Linked DNA regions of Macaca fascicularis: region 2 is linked to region 1. Evidence: chromatin contacts called from public Hi-C data. All regions are on one chromosome and are shown on one strand. The core of a region is the stretch at or near the end of the contact, and the rest is flanking DNA. Distances in the headings are between cores, read along the strand shown. Region 1 holds the start of SERTAD2 (SERTA domain containing 2). Region 2 overlaps SERTAD2 (SERTA domain containing 2).

The links. Hi-C and Micro-C count contacts between places; a contact is called where the count stands out from the background.
Region 2: a contact with region 1 is called in a Hi-C map of liver, with 2.4 times the contacts expected there. The contact joins the enhancer-like site here to the promoter of SERTAD2 in region 1. A contact is called at or near these places in 2 of 2 Hi-C or Micro-C datasets (liver and skeletal muscle).

Annotation. Positions count from the first base shown.
Region 1 is chr13:57,169,484-57,172,481 of T2T-MFA8v1.1, forward strand. SERTAD2 (SERTA domain containing 2) reads left to right here and starts at 1,507. Exons shown (of 2, transcript XM_005575742.4): 1 at 1,507-2,146. It overlaps LOC123568373 (a long non-coding RNA gene), which reads right to left and starts at 1,014. Exons shown (of 3, transcript XR_006691678.3): 1 at 1-1,014.
Region 2 is chr13:57,280,391-57,283,412 of T2T-MFA8v1.1, forward strand. The region is part of intron 1 of SERTAD2 (SERTA domain containing 2); the gene reads left to right. Among named protein-coding and RNA genes, the nearest start is that of SERTAD2, 110 kb to the left of the region's middle. Within about 2 kb of position 1,466, at least 3 of the 6 cell types and tissues checked have an H3K27ac peak or open chromatin away from gene starts, as enhancers often do.

The sequences.
Region 1 (2,998 bases), core at 257-2,756:
AAAGGGGACGTCGGATATTCTAAGTGAATTTGAATAGAGATGCAACGTCTAATTTGCCTTTCCTTAGTTTCTTCACAGAAGCAATTGTCTTTAAGTCTCAAATAACGTGCAGAAATGCACCTGTGGGGAAGAAGGTGGGTTCTTGCCAGTGTATTTGCTTTAGTGAACTTCTCCATTCAGGTTTATTGGTGGTTACAGTTACAGTACTTTCAAGTACAAGGGTGTGGAAAGGGTTAAGGTCTGTAAAATGATTGCTGGACAGTAGCCAAGAAACTGAGAAAAGCCATAGCTCCTGGGAATCAGCAGGGAGGAGAAGATCTAGTAGTGGGTGCTGTGGAGCACTGCCGTCAGGGTTCAAGGTGAGCCAGTGGGAGGAAGAGCAGTGCGGGAGGGAGGGTTGGAGGAAGCTGAGGTATCGACATGCATTTACAGCTTCGCTCATACCAGGTTAAGAAGTGCCTTTTCCAGAAATTCAGTAAAGAAACAGGACATATGCAGGAGCTGTTTCGACCTGCCCACACCCTACCCCGACTTTCCCAGAAAACAGGCAAGCAAGCAAGGGGCAAATGTCACGGCCAAGCCTCCCGCCTACGGCTTCCAGCCTCCTCAGATCCCAGCGCACAGCCCCGCCGGACTTCCCCCGGAGCGGTTTCCAAAAGTGGGCACTGCGTGATCTGATTCACTCCAAATCTGGCTGTCCCTCGGGAGTGGGCTTTGGCCGCAGGGGCTCCCCGGCAGCGCCAGGCAGAGGCTGAGCAGCAGCAGCAGCCGTCTGCACGCAGAGTAAGGAGCCAGCCTCCGCCGCCGCCTCCTCCTGCCGGATCGAAGTAGGCAGCACAGCCAGTCCCTATCGCTGTCACGCAGCCAGCAGCGGGCCCCCGCCCCCCCCGCGCGGCCCCGGCCCTCACACTGTTATTTGCGTGACTGACCCGAGCGGCGCGGGAGGGGAGGGCGGGCCCGGAGAGGCGCGGGCGGAGAGGGGGAGGCCGGCCGCCCGCTCCTTCCCCTCAGGCCGGCTGCGGAAGCCCTCTCCTCCCCATTGGTCACGCGCTCGAGTCCATCACTCCCGCGAGGCGCTCGGATTGGCAGAAGGCGCACTTCTGGAGCGAGGAGGGCCGAGTAACTCCGCGGGTCTCCGGCACCTCCTCCTTTCCTCCACCCCACACTTGAACGTCCACCCACCTCTCCCCACCCCCCACTCCACTGCCCCCGCCCCGCTCGCGGCAGTGTCCTTAGAAGACTCATTGGGCCAGGGGTGCAGCCAGCCGCTTAACGAGCCGCTCCGCCATAGGTCGAGGCCCACGCCCGTCGGAACAGCGGGCCTCACCATTGGGTAGCTCCGCTCCGCTCCCGCCCCCTCAGCGCCTCAGCCTCCCGTCGCCGCCTCCCAGCCCAGCTCTCCCTCGGCCCCCTTACCCCGCCCGTCCCCGCCGCATCTCCCCTGTCCAGCTGGGCGGGGATTGCTGTACGACTCTGTAAAGTCTGTGAGTCACTGCACAACCCATCAATCCAATTAAATGTCTTGAGCGAGCCGAGCAGGCGGTGCTGCCGCCCGCCGCCGCTCGCCCAGCCGCGGCCGCCCCTGCTCCTGCTTGCAGCGCCCCTCTGATCCATGGCTGTCTGTCTGTACTTGTTACGGTGTAACATCCTCCTCCTCCTCCTTCTCCTCCTCCTCCTCCTCGGGAGCCGCTGCAACTTCCCCTCAGCCAGCCTCCTCCTCTGCTTGGGGACTGCAAAGGCATGGGATAGACCCAGAGCCACTTCCCTCTGTCTCCCCTCCAGCCCTCGCTCAATTTTCCCCCCTTTAAATTAAAGTCTGTTCCTCGCTCCTCGTCGTTTTAGAGATTTATTGGTCGGTCTATTATTTCCCCTGATTTTGTTTTCCCTCTGTGGGGCAGGGATCGCAGGGGCCGGTGGGTTTATTTTAGGGAGGGGGCGCTCCATCACCCCACCCCTCCGTTTCTCCTCCTCCCTTTTCGGCCGTGACTTGATTTCCCCGCTCCTCTGCGCTCCCAACCCTCGAACTCACCGTCCTGTACTCGAGTGACGCACAGACACCCCCCGCCCACAGCCCAGACGTCCCCTCCCTCGCTGCCACCCCGACCCGTCTCGGAGCTGGACCGGGTGCCGACTTCTTCGCAGAAGGGTGAGTGCTGTGCTGGGTTGGGTGGGGAGGATCTGAAAAAATGTGGTGGACGGTCCACTGTTGGGGAGGGTAGGGATCAGGTTGTGGGCTGCAGGTTCCCGGTCCGGCATGGATTTAAGGTGGCGACTCCCTCCTTTCCTCCCTCCCTCACTCCCGCTTCCCCCGCCCCTCAACTCCTTATTCACCAGCCTTGCTGTATATCTAGGTATTGCCAGACTTCCACCATCGGGGCATTATAACGCTTATAAAACATTTGGTAATGGCATGCTTTCTGTCTTTAGGATGCTTAGTGAGCAGTGATAGCCACCAATGTGATCCGATAGATTCTATCACCTGCAAAAAGTGTAAAAGGGACGATGGGTACATTTTCTTCTAATTCAAAGTTAAACTTTTATTCAATAAAGGGGAAGCAAAAAGATATTTTTAATTTGAATGCGTAGCGATAGAGCAGCGATAGAGCAGCGATAGATCAGAGAAAGACAGATTGTCTAGTGGCATTGCTTAGTGTTTTTATTTGAAAATAGTTTTATGGGTTCCCTATTGAAAAAATATCAAGTCTGTATCAAAGGTTATGAAGTCTTTGAACCTGTTGGAGGAAAGCAAGGTAAGATGGAAATCCAGCTTGACACTTCATCTTTAGCTCACCTCTGTTCCAGGGAGGCATTACAGCACAGAGTTTTAAATTTCTCAGTCACTGGACACAATGGAGCATGTTAAGGATTTGAGAGAAATATGGATTATTTCTCTTTTGATAACCATCTTTTGTGTACTTGATTGCTTGTTCAGCAATGTCATACCACAGAATTTTGTAAAATTTCAATTTGGTTTCTTGGTTGTCCATAGTTCGGAACT
Region 2 (3,022 bases), core at 216-2,715, 110 kb after region 1:
ATGCACTGCCTTGTACTTATCAGCCAGCCTCAGCAGGTATCAACATTTTGTCAAATCTCGTTTCATCTACATGGCCAGGTTTTGGGGTTTTTGTTTGTTTGTTTGTTTTGGAGTATTTTAAAGCAAATTCCAGGCATCAGAGCATATTATGTTTTTGTTAACTTCAGGTTAAAAACTGTATAATTCTACTCAATCTTTTACTTGAATTAAGTGTGCCATTCCCAAGTAATCCTTTTTCTTTATAAATTTTTTAAAAAATTCCTTAAAACTGAGAAAACAAATAAAGCTTTTTTCTTTCTAATTTTTTTTTTTTTAAATCGAGTGTACCATACTTTTAGCCAGAATCCTTAGGTAAAATAAAACAATTGACAGCATTCTCATTGTCCTTGGAAGAAGGTGATTGGTGTCCATAGCTTCATAAGAGTTGGGATTAAAACTTAAAATTCCCAGCTGGCAGAGGAACCACTGACACAGGATATTAGAAACATTTTATACCATTGACATTTATATTCTAAAAAGCCCATTTTCTTTCCAGATGTGTACTAACAAGGCCGTAATTTAAAGAAATAATTATTTGAAACATTCTCTCCCAGAATTTGACTATATTTTGCTTACTAAATGCAGTTGTCAACATTTTTAAAAATTATTTTACTAGGAGAAAAGATTATATTTGACAAACCTCCAGTATTGGAAATTGTCTTCAATTTAATAGAAGCATGTAAAAATCTGAGAGGAGAAACTAGGATTTAAAAAATTTGAACTTCAGAAAACAACCCCAAACAGTAAAAGTTGTTTCTTAAATTTACTTAGGGTTTGACTTCCTGGTCGAATTTCAGTGTATCCTCAGGCTTCCCCGCCCCCTGCCCTCTTCTCCACTGTCAAGAAAGCCAGGATTGCTCCTGCAGGTCTTCGTCAAATGCAGGGTCTGATCTTGCACAAACAGCCTAAGTTGCGTTGCCCTGCGGGCCCCCGCGCGGCCGGTGCGCAGCGGGAGAGCCCGGAGGAGGCGCCGGCAGCAAACAGTGGTATCGGGTTACAGGTTCAGAATATCGCTGGAGCACTGGTGACTGGCTTTATAATTACATTGCCGATTTGTTAGGGGAGGCTTGTCTTCCTTACCAATTAGCATGGATGTTACTGCAGGGGCCTCAAATTCTGGATGAGTTTTGGTTGTTTTGTTTTTGTTTTTGTTTTTGTTTTAAAGCATCCCGATCCATAGAACTTCATGGGTTCTGTTACTAACACTCCCTCTTGTCTTTGGGCATCCTTACGGTGTCTGTAAATAAGCCAGAGACGGTCTCTCCCTGTTGGAACGTTTGCCCCTGTTTCTGCCCACTCCCCTCGGCCAGACGCAGTTGTTTTGGGGTCCGAGGTCTACTTTTGCTCTTTGGATACCCCAGCACCCCCCCGCACCGTGCTGGAGGGGACAGCCCACATCCCGTGCCTGCTGCAGTGTCAGGACACACGAGCCCCGGCTGAGGACGTGCCTGTTTCTCTTAGCTTCCTTTCTGATTCTGCCAGCATCATCCACCACTGCAACCTTTTCAGGGCAGCCTCTTTGTTTTCGCTGCTGTGTTTTCTTGTTCCTTGGGGGAGGAGGGTGTTAAAAGCCTGGACATGATCAAGATTTCTTAGTCCAGTGTGTTGTTTAAGGTGTAATATTTTAAGTGTAGAAAGTTGTCTAAGCAAATAGCTTCCCCCAATTAGGATCGGGCTTCTCCTTCCGGCTCAGAAGTTGCTGTGTCACACTACGACAGCAGCCTGGAGGCAGAGCACTGGGGTCCTCAGCGTCCCACCCTCAGGCTGGTGGGAGGTTCCCTTTTGTCATGAACAGAGGCTCTCCCACTTGGATGCCTCAAAAGCAGGGTCCTAAATGCATTGGAAGGCCAGCCTGTGGAGTGAGGAGAAGAGAAACAGCATATTCTGTGTTTCAGAAGTTGTCTCAAAACAATCCTGGCCCTACTTCGAGCCTCTTTTCGGCTCAGAAGTCTGCCACATGCCCAGCTAATTTTACCAGGGGCACCCCTTCTACCACCACCGCCAAAAGACACCAGCAGAATGAATGTGTTTCCACTTAGGGCTGTGGGCTTTGGTGCCACAGGATGTCAGGGGAAGGGAAGAACCGCTGCCAGCCTTCTTGTAAGACAATTGCCACACGTCTTCTCTCAGCTTTTTTCTGACAAAGAAGTGGGTGCATGAGGGCAGATCACTACTTTGAGCGTTGGCATTGGGGTAAAGGCCTCATCTTTCTTGTTTTAGCGTTAGCATTGGCACCTCTGGACTCGTCAGCAACCAGTGGTCACACCAGCAGCCATATGGGACAGTGTAACTGATGAGGTTAGGGATACGACTCGTTAAAGCTCCTCTTTGAATTAGGAGCCTTTTTCCTGAGAGCTGTTAGCTAGCGTTTTGAAAACATTCCTGTTGAAGTATAGCATGCATGTGGAGCCGTGCAGGATCCCGCGTGTGCAGGCCGGTGACTCATCACGAGGCAGGCCCCAGCTGCACTCTCCACCCAGGTGAGCGGCAGAGCATGGCCAGCTCGCCCCACTGGCCGCCGGTACACCACGGCAGACACGGGAGTTCAGTGTTGCCTTGTTACCTGACTTTTAAAACAACATACCACTTAATTGTGAAGCCTGCTGCACTCTTGAGAAGAGAGCATACAGAATGTCTAGTTGTTGCTGTTTCCCAAAAGGAAATTGGAAAAAGCTCTTGAAAAGGTGCACAAGGTACAAACCAGTTGGGCTTCTAAGGCGATGCTTTCCTGGGTTCCCCGTCTATCCCCGCACCGGGTCAAGGTGGTGCCGAGCTGCACAAGCCCCAGGGGTGCAGGACCAGGTGTCTCCACTCAAGCTTTGATTCCTTTTTGGTCACAAGATCAGTCACACCTTCCCCAATTATTTCCTCTCTTAAGAATTTAGAACTAAGCTGTCAACTTTGACCCCCTTTTAAAGTCCTTTTGTGGCATGCATTCCCTTTCTCCAGACACTTGAGTAGAAAAGTCTGTCAAGAGTTTTCC